2 separate regions of the Zea mays genome follow, and region 2 is linked to region 1. Evidence: chromatin contacts called from public Hi-C data. All regions are on one chromosome and are shown on one strand. The core of a region is the stretch at or near the end of the contact, and the rest is flanking DNA. Distances in the headings are between cores, read along the strand shown. Region 1 holds the start of LOC100283922 (RNA binding protein). Region 2 holds the start of LOC100383209.

Region 1 (3,942 bases), core at 753-3,252:
ACATTGTATATTCCAAGTTTCCAACCAATCTCAGCTTGATTGTCTCTAAAACCTTCCTGAAAAGTACCTGTAGATATGCTGGTTTTTTTCTTACTGCAACAATGTTTGTGGTCATTGACCTAAAACAACAGCGCACTTACCCATAAACATGATTTAGTTACCAACTAACGAGACCACAAAAGAAATGACATGCTTAGCTGCATACTGTGGACCTTATAGCCTGAACATTACAAAATTTAACAATGTTTCAACTCTCAAGATGGAGATGTTTTTGTCTCTTTTTTGAGCTATCAATTTAAGTACCTATATGCATAAAAAAAGTGAAACAGTCCTGTGATCCACTACAAAAAGCAAGAACTTGCAACAGAAACACAGGGTATCAGAACACAATATTTTCACCACATGTTGAAAAGTGAGAACTAAAGGCTTTTGTTGTTGTTGTTAATAAGAACTCTGAACGAATATGGTCAATTTGTTAAATGAACTAACAGAAAATGATGTGCTAAAGAATTGGGTTGTTTTGGGAATAGTTAAAATGCATAAGTTAAGCAAAGGTTGGGCACCATATACTGCCTTTGTGTCCTCTTCAGTCTCGGTGGTAGGCACAGTGATTCATTGCAATAAGCATCTTAATGGTATATGAAGATTTAATCAGAAGAGATAAAATAAATAAAAACCTACTGATATACGAGAAGTAATTGAGAACCAAGCAGTAAGCATCCACAGGCCACAGCTAGCAACAAGCTACTAAAAGCAAAAATAGCGCAGTACACTATTTTTGCTTTTAGTAGCTTGTTGAGCAGTACAGCACTGACGATATAAGAATGATGACCAACAGTTCTGAAAAGCATTTGGTTATATTTGACCTAAATGATTAACTATTTCTTTTCTGAATGGCCATTTTATCAACAAGTCATAATAGCCAAAGCAGGGATATTGTTCGGACGGATAATAAGCTTAATAATCAAGAAAACAGTACAGTGACAAGACGAAGTCTGTAACAAGTAATCAGCCATAACTTCTGAAATTTAAAAAGCTAGCATTCATACACAAAGCTGTTGATCACGTAACTAACGTTAGATCTATTGTTAAAACACAACAACATTAGCAGGATACACTGAAGCTTAGTCCTCGTCCTCATCACTCTCGTCGCTGAAGTAGCCTTTCCTCTTCTCCTTCCTCGCCGCCTTTCCCTTTTTTTTTCCCTCTTCCTTGCCAGCCGACTTCTCCTCCTCTCCCCTCGTATCCACCACCGACGCCCACCTGTCGTCCTCGAACGCGGCGGCGGCAGCGGCATCTTCATCGTCATCTGAATGCCAATCAGCCTCTCCCCCGCGACCGCGCCCACGCCCGCCAGTGCCCCCACCACTACCACCACCGCGGCGCGACTTCTTAGACGGTGCGGGCCTCTCGCGGGGCCCGAGCTGGTTGCGGGGGCACTCGTAGGAGAGGTGGCCCTCCTCGCCGCACTCGTAGCACCGTGACTTGTCCCGATACACGCGGCGTCGGATGAACTCCGCGGCGCGGCCGTTGTCGTCGGCGATGGAGGCGGAGAGCGTGCGCCCGTTGAGCACCTTGCCGTGCATCTCGGCGGCCGCGGCCGCGGCGTCCTCCCGGAGGACGAAGAGGACGAAGGCGACGCCGCGGCTGCGGCGGGATTCACGGTCCTTGAGGACGGTGACGCGCGCGACGCGTCCGAATCGGGAGAAGAGGAGGTGGATGTCGGAGTTGGTGAGCGAGAAGTCCAGGTTGGACACGTAGACTGTGGATTTGGACGGCGCGAGGCCGCCCGAGCCCCCGCCCCGGGGCTTGCCGCTGCCTCCCGCTGAGACGCCTGCTGAGGCGGCGGCGGAGGGGAGCGGGTAGCGGTAGAGGAAGCTGTTGTCCTCGCCGTCGGAGTCGGAGCCTCCTCGCCGCCGGCGAGACATGTCGTGCCTGCGGATGCGCTTCCGCTTCGTGCTCTGCCCTGTTCTCGGCTCGGCCGCTTGGGTGACCCAAATTCTGAAATTTCTCAGGTTAAGGCTGTGCTCTATTCTGTTGGGTCAGGTTCTTCTTTCATTTTATCTCTACGGGTTAACAAGGCAGCCCATCAGAACTAGGGAGATGAGAGATTTTGGTATTAGATATCCGTTATCTAATATTTGTAAATTAAAACATGACAAATAAAAAAATGGAAGGAGTACCAAATTTGCATGCCTTTTAAAATTTGATACTCATATGTCTTATCACAATGATATGTGGGGTTAGTGTAAGGCACTATTTAGTTAGAGGGACTTAGGTTTTAGTCCCGTTTAGTCTTTTTTTTACCATCGGAAGAACTAAAGTATAGACTAAATGAATTTAGGGGTGTTTGGTTTGTAGGGACTAATGTTTAGTCCCTACATTTTATTTCATTTTAGTTCCAAAATTACTAAATATAGAAACTAAAATTTTATTTTAGTTTCTATATTTAGCAATTTATAGACTAAAAGGAATAAAATTAAGGGACTAAACATTAGTCCCTAGAACCAAACACCCCCTTAGTCTATAATCCCTCAAAAGGTGCTAAAAAGGACTAATGGACATTTTTCCACCGGTTGACCTTGCCCATGCCCATGTCCATGCACAGAACCCTTCCGTCGACCGAACTCAGTAGTATTGCATTCGACTATTCGAGGTATGGATGACAATAGGTTCTAAATTTTACACTATAAGATTTAAAGATCTGATCAAAGGGTTGGATTAGGATCGGACCCTATTTTTATTTATTTTTAAACTAAAATTTATTTAGGATCCTACTATTTTGTGAAGAAGTATTGATATCGTCATCCATTACCACCCCTAATTCGAGGGTTCAAGCGAAGAGAAAAAAGTAGAGAGACGGAAATGGCATGGAACTCCTGCTAATTTTCAAAAAATAATACTATATAAAAAAACAAGATTTCACAATACAGTTGAGATGGCGTGGAATCAAGGCAAGGGGCATTTCAGTCATTGTGTACTGTAATTAATTGGTTCATAATCTGTCTATAATTAAATATGGTATGGACTAAACTTTAGTCTAGAAACTTGAAAGGAAAATGTGTCATTGGGCCATTTCTAAGTATTTTGGTGATTTAGTGTCCAACACAAGTGCCTAAGTGTCGGCGTTTCGAGACCGGGGGGGTCCCTAAGCCGACGAGTGAGTGTGCCGCGTGCCCCAGCCCAGATGGGTCGAGCGTGTGGGCGAGCGCGAAGGGGGGAGAGCGAGGTGGCCGGAGACGGGCGTGAGAGAGGTGGAAATCCCGCGGCCTTCGTGTTCGTCCCGCGCCCAGGTCGGGTGCGCTTGCAGTAGGGGGGTTACAAGCGTCCACGCGGGTGAGGGAAGCGAGCGGCCCCAAGAGAGCGCCTGTCCCGTCCTCGGTCCCGCGCGGCCAACCCTCTCTAAGAAGGCCCTGGTCCTTCCTTTTATAGTCGTAAGGAGAGGATCCAGGTGTACAATGGGGGGTGTAGCAGAGTGCTACGTGTCTAGCGGAGGGAGAGCTAGCGCCCTAAGTACATGCCGATGTGGCAGCCGGAGAGATCTTGGCACCCTGCTGGTGTGATGTCATGGCTGTCGGAGGAGCAACGGAGCTTGGCGGAGGGACAGCTGTCGGAGCGGTCGAGTCTTTGCTGACGTCCCCCTGCTTCCGTAAGGGAGCTGAGAGCCGCCGTCGTCACAGGGCACGCGGGGCGCCATCATTGCCTATCTGGCGGAGCTGGCCAGATGGGACACCGGTCTTGTTCTCTGCGGCCCGAGTCGGCTCGGGGTAGGGTGATGATGGCGCTCCCTGTTGACGTGGCGGGCCCGCGCCCGAGGCCGGGCGACGTGGGGGCTCCTCCGAAGCTGGGGTTGAGTCTGTCTTCCGTTGCCGAGGCCGAGCCCGAGCCCCTGGGTCGGGCGAGGCGGAGGTCGTTCGGCAGAGGCCAGGGCGGAGTCCGAGC
Region 2 (3,942 bases), core at 885-3,384, 130 kb after region 1:
AAGAATTTCAGATATATATATCACAAGTCAGAATGCTCTCATATAATAACATATCATAAGTATTATAGCTAAAAATAGACTGACCGTTACAAAATCAGTCCCTCAAACGGGTCGTTACCGTGCCTACCAATTAACCGTGCCGGGCCCGTGCCTGCACCGCGGGCCCGACAGCTAGCCCAAGCCCGGCACGGCTATTGGACCGGGCCGGCCCGGGCACGCCTCTAGTCGGGCCGGGCCGTGCTCGTGCCGGGCCACGACCGTGTCGGGTCACGGGCCCACTGCCGGGCCGGCCCGTTTAGACATGTATAGCCTATAGGGTGGACAAGAAGTCACCTTGCTGACCCGAGAGGTCAAAAACAGCCATGGCCCTATGGGACTGGGAGTACTCCAATCTGCATCAGGGCATGGGCAACCACAGCGTCAGGGACTGCGAAAAAAAAACAAAAGTGCAGATTTCTTCACAGTAGCATTGCGTACAAGCCACGTCATGCTCAAGGGCAACTAGGGAAATCTGGAGCATCAAGTAGTTTTCTCCGATCATCCAATGAACAATCCGCTTCCATACATACATACAAGTACGCTAAGTTTAAAAAGCCCCACAGTGTTTGGTATTTACCCATAACATTTTTCATGTGAAAACAAATTGAAGTGCCACCATTACTATTATTGTTTACCCATGAGATTTTTTTCCCTGTGAAAATAATCGAAGTGCCACCATTACTACTATTGTTTACCAATAACACTTTTCCTGTGAAAACAATTGAAGTGTTATTAGATGCAGAGATGAGACCCAAGATAGCTGAATTTGGCATGGCAAGGATCTTTGGTGATAATCAAGAAAATGTTAATACCAAGCGAGTTGTTGGGACATAGTTACTCGTACTTTAATCCCAATACTTAAAATTAACCTATGGTTGGTACTTGGTACCAATTCATCCTCATATCTTTCACAAATGCAATGGTCTTAACTGTGGCTATATGGCTCCTGATTATGCAATGGAGGGCATTTTCCCTGTGAAGTCTGATGTTTATAGCTTTGGTGTTCTACTATTGGAGACTGATCGGTTTAAAAATAAGCTCTGTTGACCGCATCCCAGTTTCCCAAACCTTATATAGGGGGTGTTTGAATGCACCAGAACTTATAGTTAGTTGGTTAAAAATTGTTAGTTGAATTAGCTAAATAACAAATAACTACTTAACTATTAACTAATTTTCTAAAAACAGCTAATAGCTAAACTATTAGCTAGGGTGTTTGGATGTTTCAACTAATTTTAGCCACTAACTATTAGTTTTAGTGCATTCAAACACCCCCGTAGTCTATATGCAAGAAAATATGATTGCCTTTTAGTTTCGTCATACCAAATGATTTTACATGCTCAGCGTGCGTTACGCAATCTAAAAAGAGTGATGTGATTGTTTCAGGCATGGAACCGTTGGAAGGAACGAAGGAAAACCAAAAGATCTGGTAGGCAAATGTATTGTGGAGAACTGCTTTACTAGACGAAGCTTCACTCTGCATCCACATGGGGCTTTTGTGTGCATGTGCAAGAAAATCCAGACGATAGGAACATTGACGTCTTCTGTTGCATTCAACCTGGAGAATGGGTGCACAAGCACAACACTACCAGCGCCAAAATCACCCTGCATATTTTTTTTTCACAGAGAAATAGTGACATGGAGCAAACGAGAGAAGATACTATGAAATCTAAGAACACTATGACGCTTACAGCGATGGAGGGGAGATAGAGTGACTTCATTTATAGTCACAAAATATTTGCCTAGGTTAATTGTAAACAGATAGTCCTTGCTTTAGCCGTAATCTGGAAGTTAAACAGTGTACTGCTGTCTTTTTTCTACTCTAGTATGGCGACGAAGATCATATCGGCGACGGCGTCGGCGGCGATGGCGAACGGGCCCAATCGCTGGGGCGCAAAATTTTTGTGGCCCATGAAGATTGACGCCCCAAAAGTAAAATGAGAATTGAGAACCCGTCAGGTGTAAATTTGGCCAATTTTTTGGAGACCCCACATGCCAGCCATTTAACAAAAGCAGCCCACTTGTAATGCGACTCCACCTGGCCCGGCCTGCCCAATCCCCTTGCAACTCCACACAAGGCGAAAAAACACCCACAGAACCCTACCCTCCCGAGTCCCGACCCCGTCCTGCTCGCTCCGCCGTCCTCCGCCCGCCACCCGCCGGACTGCCAAAGCCCGGAGGCCTGAGGCCCGAGTTACGCGAGGAGCAGCAGAACCAGCGGCCCGGCGCCTCATCCCTCAGCGGCCACGCGAGTGCGCGGTCGGCGCGGAGTGAGCAGGAGCAACCCGTGGCTGGCGGTCAGTCGCTGGCTAGCTGGAGCCTGGAGTTGCGACTTGCGAGCGGCGTTAGAACTCGCCCTACCTATAATTTTTGTCTGCCTCCGTCACTGATTCCACCCGTTCTGTTGCCGGCGACAGAGGCACAGAGAAGCGCCAATCCGCCGGCTTGATCTGAAGCATGGACAAGGTAAGAAAGGGTATGCCGATCGAGCAACCCGCCCCCCCGCTGCTGCTACTCGTGGGGATCCCTTCTTTATGTTTGCGGGACTGATGTGGGTGTGGTTTTGTGCAGCAATCTGATGGGCAGGGGGTGGAGAGGGTTGCTGAGGAGAAGGTTCGTATCCTCACTTACCTCACCTTGTATCACGTTTGCATAGATGGTGCCAGGTCGTTTTTTCCTTCTATCAAGTGGTGTCGGGATGTACGAGCATTCTAAATTGAATTGCGCTTTTGTTGCAAGCTGTGTCCTCCAAGACTGTTTTGCACCAACTGTTTGCTCATAAAATTCTGATATGCCTGAATCAATAACCTGTTTAGCCGTTGCGTAATGCAAACTAGTATATGTTAGTAGCGCCTGATGAAATGCACTAGCAGTGTTTTTTGACCCCCTGGATTGAATTCAAAGCAAACCGGAGTTGTGTGGAGAGTTACATGCACACAGGAACGCTCGCTACTGTCGCAGTGAATGCTGCTGGTTTGGAGCTACAAAATGACCTGACGAGATGTTCAGGTCATCACATGCATTGCTAATAACATCATTCGTAGTGCCTGTTTGTTTCGGCTTTTCGCAGCTTCTGGCCACCAAAAGCTGTTGCGAACTGCCAAACACTCAGTTTTTTAGCCAGTTTCTATAAAATTCATTTGGGTAAAAATATTAGGCATATATCTACAGCCGGCTGTCTTACCCTGTATAGATGACAGCCTTCCTAGTTTAGCCTTACCTTGTATAGGTGACAACCTTCCTAGTTTAGGAGATTGTATCCTTGTACACCAGGCCACTTGGCTATATATATGAGAAGTCACGCACCTGATTGAGTGTGCGGTGCTTTCCCCTAAACCAACTCTCTACATGGTATAAGAGGACCAGGATCAATTCGATCCCGGCCTTCCTTCCGCTGCTCTCTGCTTCCTCTCACGCCGCCGGCACCCCTCCTCTCCTCCATGTCTGAGCAGACCTTAGGCGCCAGCGCCAACCTTGGCGCCATCCAGCAGCTCATGGTGCCCTCGTATGCCACGGTTTCGGTTCAATCTCATGTACCGACCAAGCTGGAGATGAAGGCCTCCAACTACTCCCGATGGGCATCCTTCTTCAAATCGATGTGCGGCAAGTTCCTCCTTCGCCACCACATCGACGGCTCTGCTCCCCCACGCCCGCAAGACCCGATCTGGGATCAAGCGGACTGCTGCGTTCGCAGCTGGATCTTCGGCTCCGTCGACGACTCCATCCTCAGCCTCGCCGTCGACGGTGACAACCAGACCGCCCACAACCTTTGGGTCGCCATCGAAGGTCTGTTCCGCGCCAATAAGGCCCCGCGGGCGATTCTCCACCTCCACGACTTCCATTCCATGCCCCAAGGCGACTCCTCCATCGACGAGTACGCTGAGATCATGAAGCGGAAGGCCGCCG

What was found. A called contact is a pair of places that touch in the nucleus more often than the background predicts.
Region 2: a Hi-C map of leaf shows a contact between it and region 1, with 9 times the contacts expected there. The contact joins the promoter of LOC100383209 here to the promoter of LOC100283922 in region 1. A contact is called at or near these places in 3 of 25 Hi-C or Micro-C datasets (ear, leaf and tassel) and 1 of 3 datasets of contacts at active chromatin or transcription factors (leaf).

The regions. Positions count from the first base shown.
Region 1 is chr2:203,983,003-203,986,944 of Zm-B73-REFERENCE-NAM-5.0, forward strand. It overlaps LOC100283922 (RNA binding protein), which reads right to left and starts at 2,003. Exons shown (of 1, transcript NM_001156820.2): 1 at 997-2,003. The coding sequence starts at 1,928. The coding sequence ends at 1,125.
Region 2 is chr2:204,111,466-204,115,407 of Zm-B73-REFERENCE-NAM-5.0, forward strand. LOC100383209 reads left to right here and starts at 2,135. Exons shown (of 22, transcript NM_001361957.1): 1 at 2,135-2,502; 2 at 2,608-2,649. The coding sequence starts at 2,494.